Regions from separate parts of the Oryctolagus cuniculus genome. Here region 2 is linked to region 1. A link is a contact called in public Hi-C data. All regions are on one chromosome and are shown on one strand. Each heading gives the region's core, a stretch centred on a gene start, on an enhancer-like site or on the middle of the called end of the contact. The rest is flanking DNA. Distances are from core to core; before and after follow the strand shown. Region 1 has its middle 110 kb from the start of CDC42. Region 2 holds the start of LOC100340079.

Region 1 (3,834 bases), core at 1,332-3,831:
CTGTGGCGCCGGCATCCCATATGGGCACTGGGTTCTAATCCCGGCTGCTCCTCTTCCAGTTCAGCTCTCAGCTGTGGCCTGGGAGGGAAGTAGAGGATGGCCCAAGGCTTTGGGCCCCTGTAACCACATGGAAGACCAGGAATAAGCACCTGGCTCCTGGCTTCAGATCAGCACAGCGCCAACCGTTGCGGCCATTTGGGGAGTGAACCAGTGGAAGGAAGAAGACCTTTCTCTCTGTCTCTCTCTCACTGTATGTAACTCTGTCAAATAAATAAATAAAATCTTTAAAAAATTATGCCAGGGCCGGTGCCGCGGCTCACTAGGCTAATCCTCCGCCTAGCGGCGCTGGCACACCGGGTTCTAGTCCCGGTCGGGGCGCCGGATTCTGTCCCTGTTGCCCCTCTTCCAGGCCAGCTCTCTGCTGTGGCCAGGGAGTGCAGTGGAGGATGGCCCAGGTGCTTGGGCCCTGCACCCCATGGGAGACCAGGAAAAGCACCTGGCTCCTGGCTCCTGCCATCGGATCAGCGCGGTGCGCCGGCCGCAGCACGCCGGCCGCGGCGGCCATTGGAGGGTGAACCAACGGCAAAGGAAGACCTTTCTCTCTGTCTCTCTCTCTCACTGTCCACTCTGCCTGTCAAAAAAAAAAAATTATGCCAGCCAAAGGAAGCCCCAAATGAAGCACACTCCAGTGTGTTCAAACAATACAACGTGGAGATGTATTTTCTGGACCACTGACTGGTGGGCAGCGCAGTGTGAAGGGTGACAGGGAGGGAGGCCCTGCGGCGCCCAGCCCTGGGGCTGCTGGGCTAAGATCGCCCAGCGGTCGCCATCAGCATGGCCGGTACAGCCCCCGGGAACTCTCCCCCTGGCCCGCACACACCGTCCTGATGGAGCGCAGACAGCTGCGGCCGCCTGCAGGGAAACTCCGAGGCCTCCTTGCTCCGGGTTCTGCAAACCCCACGAAGGTGGGAGACGGCAGTGTGGCTGGGGAGTGAGGGCAGGAGCTGTGTTTTCACCCGCAGGGCCACGGCAGAGTCCTCAGCACCAGTTGCCAATGAAATCAAGCCCTGGGGGAGATTCTTGCAAAGAAGGGTAATGTAGCAGGTGCTTTTGCTGTTTTAGATCATGCATGGGGTGGACAGCTATGTCTACCCCTCAAGACACAATCTACGCGGGCTGAGGACAGCGTGTGCTCACAGGCACAGTGTGGGGAAACCTCCACACGGTGATAGCACAGCCCTGCCCTCCCTGGCTGCACTCCCTCTGGGCCTGGGCGTGTTTATTTGCTCAGCTTTGCACCCAGAGACCTTCCCCAGGCCCTGCACTGAGCAAGGAGGGGGCGGGGCCCAGGATGGGGCTCCCGAGGAGAGGGGCGGGTCAGACATCGCCTGAGCCCACTGTGGCGCATCTGGGTCAGACAGGGTCCCACGGGGACTGTGGGAAGCTCCTGCCCAGAAAACCCAGGGCTGACGGGGGTCACCCATGATCACAGGGGACTCAACCCCCCAACTCCAAACAAAACTGAATAAGATGTCTCCCACCCTTACCCTTGTGTAGTCCCAGTGGGTCCTGGCCCACTGCTTGGGCTCAGGCAGAAGGACCTTCGGAAGCCACCGTGCCATCTCAGTCCCTCTCGTTGGCCTCCTCTTCAAGGCCTTGTGGGCAGACACTCAGCTGTGCCACTGTGCAACCCTATGGGGGCGCTGCTGGTGGAAGCCCCCTCTTCCTTGCTCATAGTCTGTGGCCCTGCCAACACACACACACTCAGCCAAGAGTTACTGAACACCTCCGAGATCCCGGGCACACTCCTGGTCCCTGCGAGATTGCACGGAGAAGACAGGCGAGGCCCTCTCCCCTGGGAGCTCACAGCCCGCGGGCGCAGCAGCAGTGTCACAGGGCATCCTCCACCTGTCTGACCCCTCTGCCTGGTGCTCTCCCTGCTCACTGGTTTGGTTCTGTCAATGCAGGACCTGATGGAGGGACCAAGTGGGACGTGAGAAACGTGCAAGCTCACAAACCTGACACAAGGCAGCTCTGCATGGCTGGCACCTGTGGCTGGCACCTGGTGGGCTCAATGCACACCGCCTCTCTCTCTCTCTCTCTCTCTCTCTCTCTCTCTCTCTCTCTCACTGTCTCTCTGTCACACACACACACACTCTCACACACCAGCACTGTGCACTACATGGCTTGGCCACATCTGGCTCTCCATCTGTCCTTCCCAAGGAACCTGTCCTTGGAGAGGGCTGTATGGGTAGAGCTTTGGCCACAAACAGATGACCACGTTCACACAGCCACATGCGCCAAAGCTTTTCTTTGCGAGCTGGAAGGAGGAGCAGCCACTGGTTGGTTAGTTCAGCTGCTCAGAGCTTTTGCCACCAACCCGGCCTCTTGCCACCCCTGGGTTCTGTTGGCCTTGGTGTGCTGGCCTCTGCTCCCGGGCGGTTGCCTTCACTGACCTGGGACTGGACTGTGTTTAACTGCTTGGTGACCAGGAAGAAGGACAGCAGGGAGTTAGACCAGGAGGGAAAGGCAGCAAGGCAGGGTGGGTCACGGACAGAGGGCCCCACCCACCCGTCTCAGAGATGCCCCGTCCCAGTGTGAGAGGCTGCTGCTCACCTTCCCACACTTTCCCCCGAGCACCTGCTGTGTCCAGATGAGGCTCGTGCCTTGCTCCTCTCCCCACGCCCAGAACACAGGGCATGAGCTCACACCCAGAACTCACACCCTGGCACCTGCCTGTACACACTCCACACATCCCTCCCCCACATGAGCCACATCCACATTACCCCACTGTCCATCCTCCCCCCTCCCACCATAAAGCAAATTTCTCTCTCCCTGCTGCCTACCGCAGCCTTGTGACTGGGGCCTGGAAGAGGCCAGGACGTTAAACGTGTCTGACGAGAACCCCAAACTGGAAGATCCTAAATGGAATTGACAACCTAATTTGCAGGCAGGAGGTGAGGGCAGTCCCCGCGGCCCCTCCCACAGTCCCGGGACTCTCAGCCCTGATGTGGTCTCCACGGTGGTCACTCCAGGCTCTCTCTGGGTGGGAGGACAAGTGTCAGAGGCTCTACCCCCTCCATAGGGGGGGAGCTCAGTGGGGCGGATGCACTCACCGCCAATTGCAGGCAATGCATCTCTGAGACTCCAGTGTCCTGGCAGGGAGGTGGATCTTGGTTCTTGTTAGATGAATGAATGATATATGAATGGATGATGGACTGATGAGTTGATCAGTAAGTGAATGGATGGATGCATGCATGCATGGATGAGGAACTGGGGGAACACAAAGAGTGGAGACCCTGATATAAAGACAGTAGGGCAGGCATTGGGACATCAGTTACGATGCCACCCAGGACACCAGCTTAGTAGCGGAGTTCCTAGTTCACGTCCTGCCTCCTCTGCTCCAGACCCCCTTCCTGTGGCCATGCGTCTGGGAGATGCAGACGGCCCCGTCTTTGGGTCCCTGTCACCACATGGGATGAAATTCTGGGCTCCTGGCTGCAGCCTGGCCCTGCCCTGGCTGTCGTGGGTATTTGGTGAGTGAGCCAGCAGAGTGAAGCTCTCTCTGCCTTCAGGTAAATGAAAATAAATTTTACAACTTTTGAAAGATGAAGGAGCCAGTGCCGTTGCTCACTAGGCTAATCCTCCGCCTTGCGGCGCCGGCACACCTTGTTCTAGTCCTGGTCAGGGCGCCGGATTCTGTCCCGCTTGCCTTTCTTCCAGGCCAGCTCTCTGCTGTGGCCAGGGAGTGCAGTGGAGGATGGCCCAAGTGCTTGTGCCCTGCACCTTCATGGGAGACCAGGAGAAACACCTGGCATCTGGCTTTGGATCAGT
Region 2 (3,712 bases), core at 852-3,351, 220 kb after region 1:
GCACTGGGTCATCACATGGTACCCCATTTTTATGTGTCAGTTAAAAATCATATCTAAGGGCCAGTACTGTGGCACAGCGGGTTAAGTCACTGTCTACAGTGCCCATATCTCATATGGGCACAGGTTTGAGTCCCAGCTGCTCCACTTCCAATCCAGCTCTGCTGTGGCCTGAGAAAGCAGTAGAAGATGGCTCAAGTCCTTGGGTCCCTGCACCCACATAGGAGACCCGGAAGAAGCTCCTGGCTTCAGCCTGGCCCAGCTCCAGCCGTTATGGCCATTTGGGGAGTAAACCAGTGGATGGAAGATCTCTCTCTCTCTGTAACTCTGCCTTTCAAAAAAAGCAGATAAATCTTTAAAAAAAATAAAAGTCTACATCCTAGAAGACAGAAGAAGGCTGAGAGACTCTTCAAGTTTCCAGGAAGCTAGAGAGACATGGGGGTGAGTGCAGTGCCCGACCCTGCCCGGGTCCTGGACTAGAAAAGCGGTTGCTGGGAAGAACATTAGAGACATCCGGCAAAATCGGAACGCGTACTGTTGAATAGATAATAACGCTGGATCGAGTTGAAATATTTGGAATTGGAACAGTGATTAAATTGCCGCTTGGAATGCCCACACCCCACATCTAAATGCTTGGTTTGAGGCTCCTCAGCTCCTGGTCCAGCTTCCTGATAGTGCGCCTGGGAAGCAGTGGACGATGGCCTGAGGACCTGGGTCCTGTCCACCCGGTGGGAGGCCTGAATGGAATTCCAGTCTCCTGGTTTCAGCCTGGCCGTTGTGGGCATCTGGGGAGTGAACTAGCAAATGGAAGATCTCAGTGTCTCTCTCTCTCTCTCTCTCTCTCTCTCTCTCCTCTTTTCAAATAAAATGAAAATAAATACATTCTTAGAAATTTTTCAAAACCTCTGAATTTGATCACTTAAGGATCCATATGTAAGAAAATGCCCTCGACACCCCCTAGCAGGAGGGACATGAGGAAATAATCCAGGGCAAAAAATACTTCTGTCTGTGAGTTAGTCACAGAATTGTGCAGGTGACAGCTACGGCAACATCGCTAACAATTCATGCACTTGATTGAAGCATATATATATATGTATATATTTATATATGCTTCCCATTTTATATATATAGTTCCCGTTATATATTAGATACATATAATATATATTATGTACATTATATATATTATATTTATATTTATATATATAATGGGAGTTCGTTGTCTTCTAAGTTTTCAGTAACTTTGAGAATCTTTGGGAATAAAAAGCCAAACTGCATTTTCCATATTCATGAAAAGAAAATGATGGAGAGAGGCAAAAACCATCAGGCCTCCAAGGAGAATTTCGTTCACACACCCACAGCACTTGTACTGGGTGCTCCCGACAAGCCAGAGGGCCCTGGGGTTCTAAAATGAGGGCTGAGATTTACCCCACGAGGGCCCTCGGATTCTGGCCAGAGCCCAACACCTAGCAGATGCTCAGTGTGGGGTCGTTTTATTTTTTGAGAAGGAGAGACACAGAGTATGCACTCCCATTTGCTGGCTCACTCCCCCCAAAGGCCTGCAATGACCAGGGCTGGGCAGGGCAGAAGCCAGGAACTCAACCCAGATCTCTTACGTGGGTGGCAGGCGCTCAGCCACCTGAGGCATCACCGCTGCCTCCCAGGGTCTGCATTAGCTGGAAACTGGAATCAGGAACCGGAGCCAGGCTTCAGATCCAGGCCCTCCAGTGTGGGCCGTGGGTGTTCTAACTGCTAGGCGAGCACCCCTGGGCAACGTGGGGTTGCAGGCAGGAGAGGCAAGAAGGCAGGAGAGCGTTATGTCCCTATGCCCATGGATGGGCCAGCTGCAGGGACAGCACTTGAGACTTGATACCTGTTTGCTGCTGACCCAGGGAGATAGGAAAAGAAATTGATGCTGACCACAGCAAGCAGGAATTATGTTTGGGCTAGCATAGAACTTTCTGGCTCTCAGCATAATTAAACCCGAGGAAAACAACAAGGAACTCTGGACCACGGCCACCCCAGCCTCATTTCAAAAATAGAGCCCATCTGTCCCAGCAGGCTTAAAGCGGCGCTGGCCCTGAGGCAGGGGCCTGACCCGCATGACCCTGGAGGCCCCTCCCAGCTCTAGGATTCCATGATTCTATGACATGGCCAGCAGTCTGGAGTGGCGGCATGAGGGTATCCCCAGTGGAGAGCAAGAGGAGGTCTAAGTCATCTACCTCCCAAAAGACAGAGTGAGAGGGGAGAGGGCCCAGCAGCCAGGCAGGGAGGGTAGGTCCCATGGGCTCAGCCCTCAGTCGCCTCCTGCTTGTCCAAGGGCGGAGATGGGGTGGGGTTGGACCAGGGAGGGAAGAGGCCCTGGGTATGGACATTCCACCCATTTCAGACCCAAAGGACAAGGGCAGCTGAGGGGCTGTGGGCTGCGAGAGGGGCAGGCAGCTGTTTTCTGGGCGGGATGAGCGCAAATCCTCCTCTTTCGCCAGGCAGCCATGGAGAATCAGCAGCGAGCTGGCAGTAGCCAGAGAGAGAAGTCCGAACGTTCCTTTGGGCAGGGGTGGGGGAAACGTGGGAGGGTCAGGACTGGGGGACCAAAGGGGACAACAGGGACTCCCCTGCCCTGGTTGTGTCCGAGCAGGCCCGGGGATAAGAGGAGTTAAACAGACCAGGCACTTCTTCGGCCTGGGCGTGTCTTGGGCTCCAGAAATGCCCACTTTGGGACGAGGAGAAGTGGGAACCCCACAGCCCCTCCTCTTGTGAGATGACTCAAAGGGGATCGAGGCCAAAGAACTTGAAACCTTCTGGTCCTGCCGGCCCAGCCCGGAGTTGCCCTGTCACATCGGCTGCTCCTGCTCTCCCTTGGGCCTCCCCCGAAGCCCAGGTCAGCAGGGTTACCGATTAGCTAGCACCCCTCTCCATCGACCTTCTCCCCACGGGCGCCCCCATGCAGTCAGGCAAAGCAGGTATGCTGGGAACTCATGGCCAGAAGACTGGGAGGGGGGCCAAGGTCACCCGTGACAACACAGCATTGTCTGTCGGGGGCCACCGGACATACCCCAGACAGGACCCTGGCACCCGCACCCCCGCACTGACAAGTTGAGTCATCATAGGCAAGTCACGTCATCTCTCTGAGCCTCAGTTTCCCCATCTGTCAACCAGGACTGGGACAGTCAGAACTACCCCTTGCCGTGTGGCGGGCAGCGAATGAGTCCCTGTGAGAGCTGCAGGGAGGGGCTGAGCACACGGGGGCACGGGGGCAGCGGTGACGCGCAGACGCGCTGTTCTAGCGTGAGGGTGCGTTGCTCAGCTGGTTAGCTGCTTGAGATTACCGAAAGCCCATCTCTGCTTGGAATTTCGCCGTTAGAGATTCAGTCCTTAGTCCCTGTGGTCTGCTGGAGCCCCAGCTTCAAAGGTGAATAAGAATTTCAGAATGTGGGCTAGAGTGAAAAGAAAAGACACAGCCCTGTTTTTCTCCATCGCCTGAGGGTCTTTACTTCCTCCTGGTTTCCTTCCTGTTCTTGGAAGAAGCGAGGGTGGGGAGAGGGAGCGAGGCCGGACTTCCAGGGGACACCTGGGGAGGAAGCCTCTGGGGCAGGTGGCAGGGAGCCCCTGTGAGCTGATCTGACTCTCTCCTCCCAGCCCAGGCAACTCACCCTGATCTGTCCAGTCGGGACAAAGTCGTGAAGCTTGATCCGTCCAGCTGGGACAATGTCTGGAC

The links. A called contact is a pair of places that touch in the nucleus more often than the background predicts.
Region 2: a Hi-C map of an unstated tissue shows a contact between it and region 1, with 6 times the contacts expected there. The contact joins the promoter of LOC100340079 here to the enhancer-like site in region 1. A contact is called at or near these places in 2 of 6 Hi-C or Micro-C datasets (psoas muscle and an unstated tissue).

What each region holds. Positions count from the first base shown.
Region 1 is chr7:148,837,325-148,841,158 of mOryCun1.1, forward strand. No RefSeq gene overlaps it. Among named protein-coding and RNA genes, the nearest start is that of CDC42, 110 kb to the left of the region's middle. Within about 2 kb of position 2,582, at least 2 of the 8 cell types and tissues checked have an H3K27ac peak or open chromatin away from gene starts, as enhancers often do.
Region 2 is chr7:149,056,421-149,060,132 of mOryCun1.1, forward strand. LOC100340079 reads left to right here and starts at 2,102. Exons shown (of 3, transcript XM_008265719.3): 1 at 2,102-2,231; 2 at 3,154-3,406; 3 at 3,634-3,712. The coding sequence starts at 3,703.